Linked DNA regions of Sparus aurata: region 2 is linked to region 1. The links are chromatin contacts, called in public Hi-C maps. All regions are on one chromosome and are shown on one strand. The core of a region is the stretch at or near the end of the contact, and the rest is flanking DNA. Distances in the headings are between cores, read along the strand shown.

Region 1 (5,072 bases), core at 227-2,726:
AGTAGGACTGCCGGGAGGACAGAAGCTTCTCCACGTATATCTGCGGTATTTTTTTCCTCATATAAGTTGCCAAAGACGGTTACAGTTACTGTATTACTTTTGTTTGGTCATGTGACGTTGCTTTGTGGGACATTTCTCTGTATTAAGGACCCCTGTAGTTAAAGACGGTCCGATCGACACGCCCAGGATACACGAAGCCGGCTTATCCGTTCACACTGGTTCGGTTCTCCAATAATACGGCCCTGATACTAGGTTACCTCCAGAGGCGGCTCAGCGCCGGAGCTAAATTTCACCCCTCGCCGACTCCGAGAGATTCACACTGAGATGGAGGCGGGGAATTGGCATACTAAAGCCGCACCAAAAAGCCAGTGTGAATGGGGGTACTGCTATCTTACAACTGGACACACCAAACTTCCCCTCAGGGATGAACGCCCCCTTTTCAGATATCTCCTATCACTGCGCAGAGGAGGCCGGACTATGAAAATGAATCTGAACAGCCTGTAGGAGTGCCGTTTTACCAGTGGGTGGGCTGCAGAGACCATGAAGGAATCGCTTGTTTTCCTCATTCTGGGAGTTGGCAGGCTCAGGGAGGACCAGTTTATGTATGTAGTGACCAGAGAAAACTTCTTTTTCATAATATGGGACCTTTAAGGTAAAACAATGACATAATGTTGCTATAACTATTATATACGTTCTATATGTATGTGTACCTGTGCTGCTGTAACACATGAATTTCCTGCTCTTGGATCAACGATGGATTATCTTATCTGATCTGATCTGATCTGATCAATAATAAGTCAATAATACCAAACACTCTGTTGTCAGAGTCCCTACCGTGTGGATCTTCTTTGATTTAATGTATATCACTGTACATTCATCATGCTTAGGACTGAAAATGTTGTCATCTCCCAGCTGTTTGTGACGATCACAGTGAACCTGAGGCAGAAGAGTCAGTGTGGTTTTGAACCTCTGCAGAACCGTACCGGCAGACAGGTCAGTTACAGCGGAACATGAAGAATCATCAGAACACGAAACACAGAACATTCAGAGATCTTCAGTCACTAACGTGTGGTTATAACCGTTTATAAGCTAATGCTACTGAACATATGAAGCTAAAGTGGTGAATGACATGTTGGTCAGCGTCCGGTTGAGTCTCAGAGCTTCTGTGTGGATTCAGTCTCCATCACCTGTATGAGACCAGACGTTGTTTCAACATGCTAACAGCGTTAGCTTTCCGAGCGTCAACACAGTTATCTTACGACAGAGAGATGAGCTGAGCAGCGAGCTTACCTCCAGAGAAACACCGGACTCCTTAACACAGCACCGAGTCGTTCATTAAGACAGGAAGCAACAAGGGACGACTTTGTTTCAACTGCAGACAGATGCAGAAAAAGGAGCTAACAACTAACAGTTGGCTAACTGACTGTCTGACTCTCCGAGGGATTCTTCCTCTTCTACGATAATGACGGTCTTCAAACCAAACTAGGCTGAACCATCGACCCCTGCTGTTCTGGAGGACTCCCTGCGATTAAAAATTATACAATTGAAAAATGACAAATGTTAATGGAAAAAAAAAACAATGAAATAAAACCATACAATTAATTAATTAGAAGAAACAAAATAAAAAATTAATAAATAAGATACATAAAATTTGAATAAATCAAGGTTTATATTTAAGTCTATCTAACCCTGCTGCAGACAGTTGCTTGAGATAGTAAAGTTGAATTGAACTGAAATAAAAACATTTAAAGCGAAGCTCTCGCCAAAAAGCAACCGAGGCTTTATTTGGGATTGAATATGAGTCAAACCTTCGTATAAAAGCATAATTACGACGAAAGAGGCACTTTTAAGATTTACCGTAGTTTCGGTTTTGGGCACGTTAATTTTGAACGGCAGAGCTTGGGGCATGACACGCTAGCATCAAAATCGCTATTTTTAGAACACTAAGAACGCTCGACACAACATAAAACTTTGCTCGTAGCATCACCAGGGTCTCTACTCATGAACAAGAGCATTGAGAACATTGTTTGTGTACACAGAGTGTATGAAAAAGAAGGTATTTGAACTACTCACGTTAGCTGCTGCATCTCCTGCGTGTCCCCGTCATGGCAGGCAAAAAGTGTTGATCCCCGAGTGCGACCTGACAGGCAGGAGAGTATGAACCGCTCCTCAAGCGTGCAAAGAGCAAAGTTTCATGTTGTGTCGAGCCTTCTTAGTGTTCTAAAAATAGCGATTTTGATGCTAGTGTCATGCTCAGCTCTCCCGTTCAAAATTAACGTGCCCAAAACCGAAACTACGGTAAATCTTAAAAGTGCCTCTTTCGCCGTGATAATGCTTTCACACGAAGGTTTGACTCATATTCAATCACAAATAAAGCCTTGGTTGCTTTTTGGCGAGAGTTTCGCTTTAACTTTACATACTTGTGTGGTAGACATATATATATATATATATATATATATATATATATATATATATATATATATATATATATATATATATATATAGTTATAGTTATATATATATATATATATATAGTATATATATATATATATATATATATATATATATATATATATATATATATATATATATATATATATATATATATATAAAAAAAATATCATGCATCAAAAATCTAAATCCAAACGTTTTCTCTCAGAGTGCGTTTACATGACACTCAAGAGAAATTATCAGAGAGGTCTGAATGTCTAATGTCATATGATGTTTTGACCGCAAGGAGGCGCCATAGGACCAGTTTTCAAACCAAACACCGTCCAAAGTGTTGCAGACACACTGAGCTTCATCATCTCCTTCATCAGCTAGTCATTCAAACCTGCAGAGAGAAAACTACCAGCAGGACACATCCAGCACGGCTGCTTCACTCCTGAAGGTTTCACAGAACACAACTTTATAATAATAAAATGTTTGTTTAAAATCTATTTTCATGTATAAAATGACTTTTATATTTCGCTGTCTTGCCTCTAGACCAAAACCAAAGCTTTCAGCAGCAACAGTCGGTATTATTATATCTAACACTGTATTATAATCTCAGATGGTCTTCATGTTCACTTTATTGTGTGTTATTTTATTATTTAATATAAAAAATGAACAAAGATTGCTTGATATGACTTTTGAACAATGCGATTCTGTTTTTTTTATTATGATTAGATGAAAATAAGAAGTTCATCCATCAGGTCAAAATAAATCATTATCTGCAAATATAGCTGGTGATCTCATGTCACCGTCCACTGAGCAGCTGTTCTGGAGCTTTCTGTGCTGTCACCTGGACTTCATCATGACATTTTAGGGTCGTCTCATCCACGTTGGCTTTAAATCCTCCATGACATTCTTCAGAAATACACTCAGATAAAACACAGGATGAATTTAACAATGAGAAGAACAAATGAGGAGACATATAGAAATATAAAGTAACAAATCACATGTGACTGAAACAACATTTCTCTTTCACTGTCAGGTGTCTCGTCCTTTTTCCGTCCTGCACTCAAACCTCAGGAGGTAGGTGGTGCTGGTGGTGATGAAGCAGCAGGCGGCGCCACAGACCACACGGTGAACAGATCAGCAGCCGTCTGTTTCACTCTGATGAGTTTGTGGAAATAAAGATGATAAAATACAGCTGATGGTATTTTACATCAATTTCTGCTCAGTCTGAAACAATTCAACATGTTTTTATTGTTGAAAAGATAATCTATTCTGTATTTGTTGAATACAACAACAGGCGCTCTGATAAAAACACATTTTACAGCTCAGCCAGTTTTCAGCCTCATTTAAATAAAATTACAAAAATAAAACATTATTCAAATAAAAACTGTGCTTGTGTTTTAGGGAAATACGAGTTACATCCAGTTTATTTTAACACAAACACTGTTAATATAATTATAGCTTTAAAACAGTCAAATAAAATATGAGGTTGACAGAAAGTGAAGAAATGTCTAACCTGCTGCAGAAATGATCGAACAATAAATCAAACCTGCACAATCAAATCAAATCAAATCAATAAATCACAGGTGACCAGAGTGAGACAGAGAATTTAAAACAAAGACACAAAGTCAGTGGAAGAGAAATTATACAAATATAAAATAAGAATCATAAAACAAAAACATCATCTGATTTAAATTTGACTAAATTAATTTAATTGCAGAGAAACTAAAAATTATTTTAACAAAAACGACGTCACCTAAATCATGTTTCCAGATTCATTGTATATTATTGTGTGAATGGAAACAAGGAGAATAATAATCATTGTTCAGCAAAATGTATTTTACATTATCATCACTGAGTTTGAGACAGAAACATGTTCAGTTTAATGTATCCCTCAAACACAGTGTTCATGTTTATAACTCAGGTTTACGCTAACAATCATGTTAAATATGAAAGATGAAGAAAATATAAATGTAAATTAAAGATAAAATATATCTCCAGTCTCATGAAGTGAGTTGCCGGTGAGAGTCGGTCTGATAGGTGCCTCACCTGAACATCACACGACATGTTTGATCCATGCGTTGTTAATAAAACACACACTAAAAGTGATGATCTTAAAAACAGCCGATACATTAAAATATGACAGAAAACATGCAGGTTGATCATTTTGACTTATTTTCTGAAATCTGACCTTTAGAAGAGATAAAATAAATTCTCCTGGTTGTTTTGTAATAAATCACAATTTATGTTATTGTTTTTATTTCAATAGAGTTACTTGATCTTTTGCATGTTTAGGGGTTAAAGCGACATCATGTTGTCTGTTCAGTGACGCGCAGCCTCGTCTGTTATTAACTTGTTATCTACCTGCAGTTAAACACCTGTGAGTCCGTCGAGCCACATGTCTGCTGATGATTCATGACATCCCAGAGGAAACGAAAATTGGAAAAGAGATCTCAGTAGTGTCTCATTCATTTCTCCTAGACAACTATGAGATCTATGTGAGACCAACGTGAGGCTGTGGCTGATTTCTCCTGTTTCTCAGTTGTTTCTCCTGAGAAACAGGTGCAGAAAATCTCAACTTGGGCTCCCTGTAAGTTTCAAAGGAGATCTCATCAAGCTCTCAATGAAGTTTC
Region 2 (5,035 bases), core at 1,498-3,997, 600 kb after region 1:
CAAACAAAAAATTAATTAATCTAAAAATCATGTGTTTGTTAGAAAAGTATTGTTCTGCGTATACAGTTATTTTTTTCTTATTATCTCTGTCTCTACCTTCTTTTTTATGAAGAGGTATTTGGACAAGACTGAAGTTTCTGTTGGGTTTTAATGTCCTCACACTTTTGATGTGAGGCTGCAGTCTAGGTGTTTTCATGATAATCTGGATGTTGAATGTGTCACAACTGCAGGAAGCAACGAGATTAATGGATTAAATGATGTTCTGTTTAAAATAGCTACAAACACTGAAAATGAATCTGATCTGTTGTCCACATTCATTTCATATAGTTGATGCTTCTGACATGAAGGAATTCACGTTAATTTAAATGTTTGTAATTACAGTGAAGATCAACTATTACAGATTTAAATCCCGGCAGAAATAATAACGAAGTGTTTCAAAGTCACCCGCGTGTTTTCTGAGCAGCGGACTGATTTTTCCTCTTCACGTCCAGGTGATCTGAACCTGAGGCAGCGCTGAGAATCCTGCATTGATTTATTTGAGTTAAGCGGTCAAATTTCACCGGAGCTCACCTGATGTCTCCCCGAGAGACACTTCAGCAATTTAGACACTCAAAACTCTCATTATGAACGTCAGATGTGACTGGAAATAATTGCAGACGAAGACGGAGGAGAATCTCATGACATCTAAAAAAATATTTTAATTTATATTCCGCCGTGCGAATTATTGATTTTTGGACCTTCAGGTTTGGAATTAAAACTATTTGCTCAGCTCTGTGAGGCTTCAAAAACTTTACATTTTAAAAACGCTAACATCGGGTGGGTTCTGGGTGAAGTTCGGTCCGTGTTTTGCGTGTTTTTATCACGGAGGTCAAACGTTAACTTGTTTTTATCTCGCGTGCAAACAACTCGAAAATCTTTTTATTTGAATGTGTAAGGCCATTTAAATTAAGCTTCATTTCCTCCCGGAGTTGGTTCAGGATTTAAATTAATTTCGCGGTTTAAATTGAGTGCACTTCTTCAGAATTTGTAAAATATTTTGTTTGTGTAAAATAGAAAATCTCTGTGATATTTAAAGAAATAAACATGTGCTAACTGCGATAATTGCGATGAGTATCCAGAGATGAGCCTCGTGCAGCGGGCTGCAGCTCAGCGCTCCTCCCGCCGCCTCTCGGCGCTCTCGGCGCGCGGCGTGTTCTCGCAGCACCAAAACGCGTGTCAGATTTGTTTAAATGAATCACGGAGCCGCGTGTGGGAACCGAAACATGACTTCAACTTGACTTTTGGTTTATAAAGACACGTGGGTGCGCGGAGAGCATTACGGCGTGTGTGTCCGCCCGCAGCGGACAGTCAGTGAAGCCGAATCTGGCGGAGAGGTGGAGGGAGTCGGTGTGATGGGGCAGCCGCTCCGCGCTGACACCATGAACCCTGCTGGGCTAAAACACAGTTTCTGTCTGACGTCAGTTTATGAAGTGATTCTTTCTTGGAATCTTTTTTTTTTCCTCTCCAAATGAATTTAACTGATTTCTGAATTAGAACCGAACTTCGGTCATTTTACATGAATTATCAGAGGAAACCCAAAGCGTCCAGAACGCTTCAGTTGATGTTGTGACAGTTTAGGCTCAAAGTTTTCAGTCTTTTCTGTTTCATTCACTTTGCGCTCTCTTCGTCGTCTCTTCGACTTCTATTATTTGTCTCTAACATAAAACGACCCCGGAGCTGTGACTCTGACTCTCAGCCATGTGCTTGGATCTGTTCTAACTTTGGTTCAACTCGCTGTTTTGTCGTCTGTTGCTCTGCAGACTGAACCTTCGTCACTTCTCAGGCGGATCCTGGAGGATGCAAACATGACTTTCACCTTCACGCTGGAGTTTTCTAACGGTGGCACTAATGGACAGGATTGGCAGCGCGCAGCAGAGAGCTTAAAAGTTGCTCGGTTTCGGTGATATTTTTACCTCTGGGCCGCTGTGTTGGCGTCCAAAATCCCTGCGCCCTGCATCCAGGAGCGGACCGGGGTCATGCCGGTGGGGAGCGGCTCCTCCTTCATGGTCAGGGCCCCCCGGGGGAGGCTGTCCTGGATGGAGAACATCAAAGTGTCCTTCTGGGAGCTTTGTCTTCACCAGAAACAAGAAAGAAGAATAATCCTCCCTGTACCAGCCACTCAAAAAAAGCCAACCTGGATTAAGGTGGAGAAAAGAGGAGCGATGAGGAGGAGGAGGAGGAGGAGGAGGAGGAGGAGGGACACACGAGCGCTTCCCCAAAGTACCGGGTCCTGATCCAAAGAAGAGCCCGGGATCCCTCTGGGTTTCTCCGGGGTTGTTTTAGATCCCAGCCCTGGCTCGCAGCTGTCCGGGCGTTAAACCGGCGTCTCTGTGAAGTTAAAAGAGGGCGGAGAGAGGCTCGGAGAGCGGGGAGAGCATCTCAGAGGAGCCCGCAGAGAGAGAGAGAGAGGGAGACAGTGGGATGCAGGAGAATCAGCCGGGATCCGGAGCGCCTGACGCCGGGAGAACGGAGCGCGGAGAGCCGGGGATCAGAGGGAGTGCGAGCAGCCGCGGATTGTGAAGAAATGAAAAGTGGGATAAAAAAACACGCCAGCGCTTCAAAAAGGAGTAAAATGAAATGATTAGCAAACAAGAGGGAGGGACGGACCGTGGAAGGCTGCTGCTCCCGGGGGAACAGGGGGATTGGGCAGCGAGAAATCTCATCCCCCTCCCTCCCCGGCTCTTTATGGCTCCTCTGTCCCGGCGGAGAGCTCCTTCTCCCGGGGTCCGGGGCTCGGCAGCTCCCGTGGGACCGGCGTGGAGCGGGAGGGGGCGGGGACAGCACCAAATAAGGGCAGCTCATTCGGATATTGGTCGCACCTCTGGCTTCTGATTGGTGGTAGTGGCGCGTTGCGTCATTGTTTTTTCAAAACGGACTCCAAATAAGGGTTTCCGCGTGTTCGGCCGTGCGCACTGTAAAAAATGAGGTTTGAATGTTTCAAGATTGTGCGAAAAGACTTCATGACGGAGACTCTTCAGACATGTGAACACACAGACTGACATGTTGACCCGCACACAGTCACAGGTCACTTTCTGATTTTTACGCATCATTTAACTCTGATTCTTGTTTCTGCAAACTCACATTATGTCTCGACTCTATAATATCTGTAGTTTTAACTTTCCAATCCGTCATTAAATGAGTTGTTAAGGTTTAGACAGAAGCTTGAACCTCCTTCACCCAAACCTTCCGCGTCTCTTTCCCGCTCCAGATTTATTTCAGCGGGTACGAGACTGTAATACTGAACCTCATCAGTAACACAAATCTGTATTCACTTCCTCAAACCTCACAGACTTCTTCAGATTTGGGGGGATTAACTGGTTTCATGTGGAATAATCTCCTCTGTCATCCCGCGTTCGGGCTGACTGACACGGGAGGCGCGCAAATTTGGCACCAATTTGCGCTTTTTTACGCACGGACATATGGCACTCTCTCTCTCTCACACACACACACACGCGCGCGCGCGCGCGCGCAGACACACACACACACAAACATACACATACACACAGACACACGCACCAGGAGGGAAAGCCTCTAATAAGCTGTGTTTCAGTCAGTGTTTTATTTCACTGCTGTCTTTGTCTTTAGTTTTAGAGTTTAAAGGGAGCAGGCCGCAGCGATCCATAATAATTGCAAGTCCGTAATAATAATAATAACTAATATTAATAATTATTATTATTATTCTCTGATCATCCCTCTTGATGTTTTGGGGGCTTTGACATCTCCAGCAGTCATTTTTTTGTTCATTTTCGTGGCAGGAGCAGAATTCCTCTAATTAAGCACAAACTCCAGAGCAGCGCTGATTAAATATTTATCCTCCTTTAGCCCGCTGCCTCCTCCAGGGACACAGAAACGTCTGGAAAGCCTGGAAAAATATTTCTGTGTGCGCGGAGAGAAAAAGTCAATGAGACGCTGCAAACATGTTGGTGATGAAGAAGAGGAGGATGGAGAAGAAGAAGAAGAAAAAGAAGAAGAGGGTCCGGATTAGAAACCAGGCGGCAACAGGCTCGTCTCACCGCCCGGCTCTGATATAATATACATTATTAATAATATGATTTCATCGTTTTAATCATTATAATTATGTGTCTTCAGTAAAAACATTTCTGATAATTAATGTTACACTTTTATCATTTCAGTAAAATTCCACAAATAAAAATCATCATCGTCACATTTTAATAATTGTCACAGAGGCCTGATGGAGCAGATTCTCACAATGTGTGTGTTCCCCTCTCTAATACATTTAATCTGATTTTATTTTATTTATTGTGTTGATTCTCCTCATTCTGCTTCTTCTTGTGATTTTAGGTTTGGATCATGATGGCGTGACAAACCTCCTCCAGAACACTGCCATCACAGAGCTCTCCTGTAAGATTCCCCTCGGAAACTCCACAAGAACTCAAGACGGCATGACAGAGCATGAAGACACACGATCACAGGAGCCTCAAACCACTTCTGGATCCTCTCAGAACCCTCATCTAGACCTCCTGGAGTACCGTAAGAATTACCCCAAAGTACCTGGGGGGACTATCATGATCACCCATGAGATCTCTCTTAAAAATCTCCAGGACCTTTATTCAAGCCCCTGCAACCAATTAAAGAACCCTCAGAGCTCCCTGATCCACATGACCAGAACCTCCTTTAGAAGCCTGTAAATGTAGAGAACCTCCCACGGAACACTGACCCCCTGGGAATCCTTTAAGACACCCTGGTTCTTCTTAAGATGCTCTGAAATCCCCCTAAAAAGCCTCGATACCTGCGAACATCCCTGGACTCCCTTCTCAGTAATACAGAAACCCTTCTGGAAATTCTTTGACAACTCCAGGACCTTCAATCTCCAAACCTCCATCAACTTTTCTGGATCCCAAGGTCCCTTGAAATTCCTCAGAACCTTAATAAGAACATCTTAAATCCTCTTCATATTCCTTAGAATCCCCCAGAACCCGTTGGAACCTGTATTGGAGCATTTTTCGAACACATTAACCCCCTCTGGATATTCTTT

What was found. Hi-C and Micro-C count contacts between places; a contact is called where the count stands out from the background.
Region 2: a contact with region 1 is called in a Hi-C map of skeletal muscle, with 16 times the contacts expected there. The contact joins the promoter of LOC115569297 here to the promoter of matr3l1.1 in region 1. A contact is called at or near these places in 2 of 2 Hi-C or Micro-C datasets (skeletal muscle and an unstated tissue).

Annotation. Positions count from the first base shown.
Region 1 is chr18:1,633,855-1,638,926 of fSpaAur1.1, forward strand. It overlaps matr3l1.1 (matrin 3-like 1.1), which reads right to left and starts at 1,477. Exons shown (of 21, transcript XM_030395897.1): 1 at 1,291-1,477.
Region 2 is chr18:2,235,197-2,240,231 of fSpaAur1.1, forward strand. It overlaps LOC115569297 (transcription factor COE3), which reads right to left and starts at 2,748. Exons shown (of 13, transcript XM_030397328.1): 1 at 1,953-2,748. The coding sequence starts at 2,086.